Regions from separate parts of the Danio rerio genome. Here region 2 is linked to region 1. A link is a contact called in public HiCAR-type data. All regions are on one chromosome and are shown on one strand. The core of a region is the stretch at or near the end of the contact, and the rest is flanking DNA. Distances in the headings are between cores, read along the strand shown.

The links. HiCAR-type assays count read pairs that join an accessible place to other places.
Region 2: a HiCAR-type map of caudal fin shows a contact between it and region 1, with 2.5 times the contacts expected there. The contact joins the promoter of si:dkey-199f5.8 here to the promoter of cep85 in region 1. A contact is called at or near these places in 5 of 18 Hi-C or Micro-C datasets (caudal fin, embryo, gastrula embryo and 2 more) and 1 of 4 datasets of contacts at active chromatin or transcription factors (caudal fin).

The regions. Positions count from the first base shown.
Region 1 is chr16:46,156,977-46,160,555 of GRCz12tu, forward strand. cep85 (centrosomal protein 85) reads right to left here and starts at 1,912. Exons shown (of 16, transcript XM_073926534.1): 1 at 1,827-1,912.
Region 2 is chr16:46,206,405-46,209,945 of GRCz12tu, forward strand. si:dkey-199f5.8 reads right to left here and starts at 2,129. Exons shown (of 7, transcript XM_679369.9): 1 at 2,014-2,129.

The DNA.
Region 1 (3,579 bases), core at 662-3,161:
TGCTGCAATTCAGAATGAAAAACTGTATTGTATCTAGCACACTTTCAGTTATGCAGTTAGCAAGCAAAACTTGTCATCACTCTCTCATACGTTTTGTCCTAAAGTGACTACTGTATGCTTAGTGATTGGCTGGCAGGCTGCAGGAATTACTCTTATTACTTGGTAAACAATATCGGGAGCGCATCACTATTTACTGATGTTTATTTGTTAAACTATATAAAAAACGACAAAATCTATGATGCTGTAAAGGTCCATTATGAAACTGAAAATAGTCACATTAGGCTTTTGACGGAATATTTCAGTAGCTAAACACTTCTGTGCATATCTGTTAACCCAGTGGTTCTCAAACCTTTTTCATTTAATGCAGTTACATTTTCCCCGCCATGTCTTTATTATACGAGCATTTATTTACCCCAGTATATCTGGAGCTTCTGCGCTAGCTTGCCGATTCTGTCGGGCGCGTGCGAGTAAACGGCTTTTTGTCTTGTTTTACGATTGAGCAACTAAAATGCCAAAGTCTATTAAACTGAATGTATTTTAATTACATTACAACATCGATGCTGTAAAAGGAACCGTTTAAAATGAAAAGTCACCTTAACCGTTCACCGGAAGTTTATCAGTATGGGAAGAAACACTAGCTCCGCATATACCCTATTATGGGAATTAGCGGCCCAACAATATTTAATTGGATGACCATATTTTAGTCTTATGCCTTACCCAGAATATAAAAACACATATAAATACATTTAGATTATTTACTTTAATCATTACTATTGGAATGTGAAGAGACCAACTAAAAATCCAAAACATTACAACAGATTCTGGCGAGGGACAATATTGAGTGGCATTACCATCTGCTGCTGTCATATTATAAATGTATCATCTTATAATAACATGTTTAATATTTTGCATTTCTTAATTTATATGGGCATTAAAACTGCACACTAATATGCAACACGCTACAACATGGGTAAACTACTGGCATAATATAAGTTGACATTGGACATTTGATATTAGCAAATGTAGGGATCGTCTCTGACTGGTTACTTATGATATTTGAATGCACTTTTCTAACTTCTATAGCATTGAAATTCATCACAAATGAATCAGTTGTAAAGTGTTCATACAAGTGTGAACTGTAATGCACACCTTTTACGTTTTTATATTAATTCAAACTACAAATCATATGTAAAAATTCCATTTAAATTAAAAGCACTTCTTTTTAGTTAGCAATTTAAAGTTTTACAGCATTTGAGAAGAATAAATGACAACAGTAAAGTGTTCATGTTGATGTCAACTGTACTGCACACCTAAATATTTCTTATTTATAATAATAATAATCTGTAAATCACGTGTGCTCAGATGCAAAATATAATCTTAGTTAAACCTCAATAACACTTCTCAAAATCAATGGTAAACGGCAGTTGTTTACAGTGTAGACATGATTTCAGTTTATTTGAAACTATATGAACAAAAATGTAAAAAATAAATAAATAAAAAATAAAAAAGACACCTACATGAACACTAGCAATTTTTTGTAACCAATTCATTCTCTCAAATGTTACTCAAGTTAGAGTAACGTTAACGTTAGTATACTTGGAATGATCAAACTTAAAATTAAAGACACGAAAAAACACCTTGTTTAAATGTTAATATACACATATCATCAATTAAAACACTTTTTACCTATTTCTCGATTGCAAATTAGTGCACGCGCAAGTAGGAGTAGTTTTCTAAACATGTTTTTCAGCGTGTACTTAAAGCACTTGAGTTTCTTCTTCAGTGTTCAACAAAAGTAAGTTTAAAGTTAATAAATGCTCACTCACCTATAAATCTCTACTCGTTAAACGCTCACAGACTTGCTTCACCTCTTTCGTCGTCGGTTATAGCTAATTTCACTTCTTCATTGATTAGTCAGGTGCGTTACAGGTGCTCTGTTTATCCGTATTTTTACTCTTGTGCTATCAGATTTGCGGATTCGAATAGTTTGAGTAAAACACCGCCGCGTAGGGGCGAACATCGGGAAAGCATCTAAAATAAAGTAAATCTTGAAATATTGATTAGAATGAGCTTTATTATTCGCCAAGTACGCGCAAACACAGATGGAATTAATCAGGTTTACACGAGAAGAAGAAAAAAATACCCTTGGCAAATGAAGCTACCAGGCAACGCTTCTAGTTGAAGTAAGTCTTTTACAGCTTTCAGGCACACTGTAAACTCCACACAGCAAAAATATCTGTTATTAATTAACAGTTTCTGTACTTTGTGATTCACAAGTATTTTCTGTTCATTTACGGTTCTGAATTGCATTGTGGGAGCTTTATCTCTGTTCTGTGCAGTTTTGATGTTGAAAATTCAACTCTGCAGTTTTAACACAGTGATTTTTATTGACATTTTAGTAGTTTGAGATGAGATATTGTTTAAGAAATACTATAAAGAGAACTCATTCATTCATTTTCATATGGTTTTTTTCCAGGGCTAAGTCGCAGGAGCAGCAGTTTCAGGAGAGCCCAAACTTCCCTCTCTTCAGACACTTCCTCCAGCTCCTCTGCGGGGATCCAGAGGAGTTTCCAGTCCAGCCGAGAAACATAGTCCCTCCAGCGTGTCCTGTGTCTTCCCTGAGCCCTTCTCCCGGTGAGACATGCCTGGAACATCTCCCTAGGTAGGCATCCAAAATGAATGCCCGAGCCACCTCAGCTGACTTCTCCCGATGTGAAGGAGCAGCGGCTCTACTCCGAGCTCCTCCCAGGTGACCGAGCTCCTCATCCTATCTATAATGTATATCTATTTAAAATGTCAAAAGCAGCAAAAAAAAAAAAGAAAAAAAAAACTATTTGGGTAATTTCACTGACTTTACTGACAATTGTTCTTCTCAGTATCTTTCTTTTTTTGTAAAACTGCAACAAAGAGGGAGAAAGTAAGTATATATTCACATTTACTTAAACATGTTTAGTTCAGCCAGCAGTAAAATGTACATAGTTTTCATAGAAATCTCAATATGCATTTGAGGAAAATCTATTAAATGAGACCATTTCAATCGAATATTAGCTAAATTAGCGTATCGTGTGCACCATCAGTGTAACTTGTGAGCCATGAAGAAGTGTTTGTTCAACGAAATGCGTGGTATAAAGCTCATAATAATCAATCAAATGAACCTTGAATATTTACAAAAATAGAGCTGTAGTAAAAATAGAGCACTTATGCACATTTATTTCAATGTTTAAATCAGCCCCAGAAATAATCTGCATTGCGCTACTCTCAACCGCACACTGAGAGGAAACAAAAGTAAAACTGAAATGAAGTATAGTGCAGTACTTTAAACGTCCAATAGTTGGGGGGTCAAAACCACAAGCAAAGAGCTTTGAATCACCAAGAGGCGACATTCTACAGCGATTTGGGGAAACAGCCACTAGACGGCGTGGGGGCCATTTTGGAATGAAAATTCCAATAGAACAACAGCAGATTAGAAGTCTGTAAAATAAACTGTTAAAAGTGCTGATGATTGTGATAGTAAGTGTTGTATTGTCATCTTTCAGGTTGTATCTCAGCTTTAATGCACTTTTTAAATAAATAAATAAA
Region 2 (3,541 bases), core at 879-3,378, 50 kb after region 1:
TTTGCAGGTACAGAAATTGAATAACCACAATAGAAACAACATGCTTTTTTAACTTTTTGTTTTGTTTTCAGTTCAAATATCAAAAAATTCTTAGAGCAAGTTTCGTTTTCACCATCAGAAGAAATAAGTCACAATTAAGAGATTTTCCTTAAAACAAGCTAAATTATCTGCCGGTGGGGTATGCAAAATAATCTGCTTAATCTGAAATATAGATATCTGGAATAGAAACTACAAAATTTCTAAGTAAATTTTTTTTTGCATAAATCATGTGAATTCTGTTCAAATACTGTGATTAAATACAATTCTGTAGCTCCTACTCAACTGTAATTTAGACTCAACATTGCACATCTTTGCTATGTGACTATTGCGGGTGCGCACATAGGGATATCGATGCTGAAACGATATATTGTGCAGCCTGGATGGATGGATGGATGGATGGATGGATGGATGGATGGATGGATGTAATGTAATAACATTACATTAGCAAAAGTTTAAATGAACATATAGCTAAATTCATAGCAATTATTAATCATAATCAATTAAATCAGAAGAGACCCTAAACAACGACAAAAATTCTAAGTATGATTTTTTATTTTTTTTTTATTAGTCAAATAAATTCTGTACTAATACAGTGATTAAATACAATTTTGTAGCTCCTGGTCAAGTATAATTCATGCTCAATATTGCATATCTCTGCGATGTGAATTGCGGATGTGCACATTGCAATATTGATGATAAAACGATGGATGCATGTATGGATGGATGGAACACAAATTTAAGGCTAACGTTACATTAAAAGTTTAAATGAACATATAGCTAAAGTCTTAGCCAGTATTAAACAGAATTAATTAAACCAGAAGATACCCTTAACTGAGTAAACAAAAAGTTTACTATCCAAAAAACTAACTTAAACATTAAATGATCTCAAATTAAGTTGGGCTTATCCATTATCTGCCAGTAGTTTAAGTGAAATAATCTGACTTTCCCTTTGAATCGTATAAGTTATATCTAGACTAGAAACGATTTTAAGTAAGATTTTTGCATAAATTATTTTTTGCATAAATCATATAAATTCTGTACAAATACAGTGATTAAAATACAATTCTGTAGCTCCTACTCAACTATAATACATGCTTAACATTGCACATGTTTTCGATGTGACTTGTTGATGCGCACATTGTGATATGGATGGTAAACGGTATATTGTAAAGCCCAGATAGATAGATAGATAGATAGATAGATCGATAGATCGATAGATCGATAGATCGATAGATAGATAGATAGATAGATAGATAGATAGATAGATAGATAACCACACAAAATTAAGGCTGTAATAATAAAAAAGTTTAAATGAACAAATAGCTATAGCTTAGAATCAATTAAATCAGAAGAAACCCTAAACTAAGTAAACAAGTTTACAGTCCAAAAAAACTAACTTAAACATGAAAGGATCTCATATTAAGGTAAGTTTTACCATTTTTCTTAACTATTAACACCGCAACAATACTTTGCATATACAACATAAATTATGCACTAACAAAAAATAGGCTCAGTGAGACGGATAGTTTAGAATTATTTTTTTAAATTATAAAATAAAAATATATAATTATTTAAAAAATCATAATCTGCGTTTTTCAGACAAGTAGAGATCTAATATGGAGAGATAAATATAGATTGTGTAACAGTGGCGCGTCGTGATAATTCACTTTAACAGTCGCAGCTGGATTTAATGACACTTTAACCTCAAAGTCTATAGCTGGATGTGTCATTAGAGAGCATGTGAAAACCCCCAGAAATGAGTTTCCCCGAAAACACTGGGTTTTGTTTTAGTCGTCAACTTGAGAGGAAACGATGCTGAGCCGCCCACCGCCAGAGCCAGCGCGATTAGCTACAGCAGGCTAGCACAACTGGGGCTCCTTACATACTCACAAACCTCCCAAAGATGGAGAAAATACACTCACACACAGGCCAACTGAAGAAAAAAAGATCTTGAAATAAGATTTAAGAACTTACCTGACCAGCCCGGGACAGTTTGGTGGAGTATTCGGTCAGATATTCCGTTACTCCTGTGTTTTCGTACGAGTTCGTCGACTCTCGCTTGTCCTGTCGGAGTTGAAAGCGCTGCATGCACAGGAAGTGATGCGCGCTCACGCAGAGTGTGCACGCGCAGGAGGACACTTCTTCTTTTTGCCTTGAAATTACCGTGGAATGTCTCAATAGCTTTTTGTAACGCCCTGTGTAATTATTTGTACTCCGTGTCATAGTAATTTTAATTTAATCATCAGCTTCTATTACTCATCCATAAAGATTGTGAATGTAAAAGAGTACTAGCCTACTTTAGCCTGATTCACTGTGATTTGCGCACTGAAATTGGCAAAACAAATGTACTTGTCGTAATTATTAATATGAAATCATTCTTAATTAATACTTTTAAGATGTATACAATGAGTATGAGGAATTAGCAGGCATTAACAAGGTCACAGTGCATAAATTAGGTTAATTTATCACCTAAATTGTATTTGCTCTTAAAAACAACTTTAAAGTATTATTATTTTATATCTGTACATTTTTTTGTATTAATAAAAATCTTCAAAATCTTCATTTACTGTTATCTTATATTATTTCATCTCTGAAACAAATTTTTAAGGTGGCAAAATGTATCTAATACATTTATGTTTTATACTATTCATGCTAAAAATCATTATTTTATCTATAATTAGTTTACTTTTTACGTTTTTAAATTTGGAAATTCTTAGATCACGTATTTATAAATGCAATTATAACAGAAATATAGATTATAGTTAGATATATTATAGACACATTATTTTGTGCAATTTGTTTTATCCATTTAGAAATATATTTAGTCTTTATAGATTTTGAAAAGCTATTTAAAATTGGTACATTTTATATATACATAAAGAGAATGAGTAATTCTAAGTAATGTTTTGAGTGCTCTGATTCTCTTAACCCTTGTGCACTGTTCACTACCCTTTTGTTATGTTCAGGATGAAAACATCCTCTAAATTAAACTGCTTCCCAGAGATGGGTTGCGGCTGGAAGGGCATCCTCTGCGTAAAAAATGCGCTGGATAAGTTGGCGGTTCATTCTGCTTTGGCGACCCCGGATTAATAAAGGGACTAAGCCGACAAGAAAATGAATGAATGAAATTAAACTACTATTTTAAACTGCTATATTTTTTAAAATTCTTTTGCATAAATCTGTTAATCAACCTCAGTCCTGATCTAAACTACTAAATTGTTTAGAAAATTGACAGAATTGTAACTCTTTAATTGCCAAATTCACAAATGAAATTACTAATTTGGTGAAAAAAAACACACAAAATTAAGTATTTTCAATATAAAATGTAATTGTGGACTGGATTTTTTTTTAACCTTTTATCGCGGTCACAGCTTTTTCACAAATAACCACTCGCTACAACTGAGTTATACAGAAGAGCATCTCTGAACACACAACACGTCTAACCATAGGACGGATGGGCTACAGCAGCAGCAGACCACACCAGGTGCCACTCCTGTAAGTC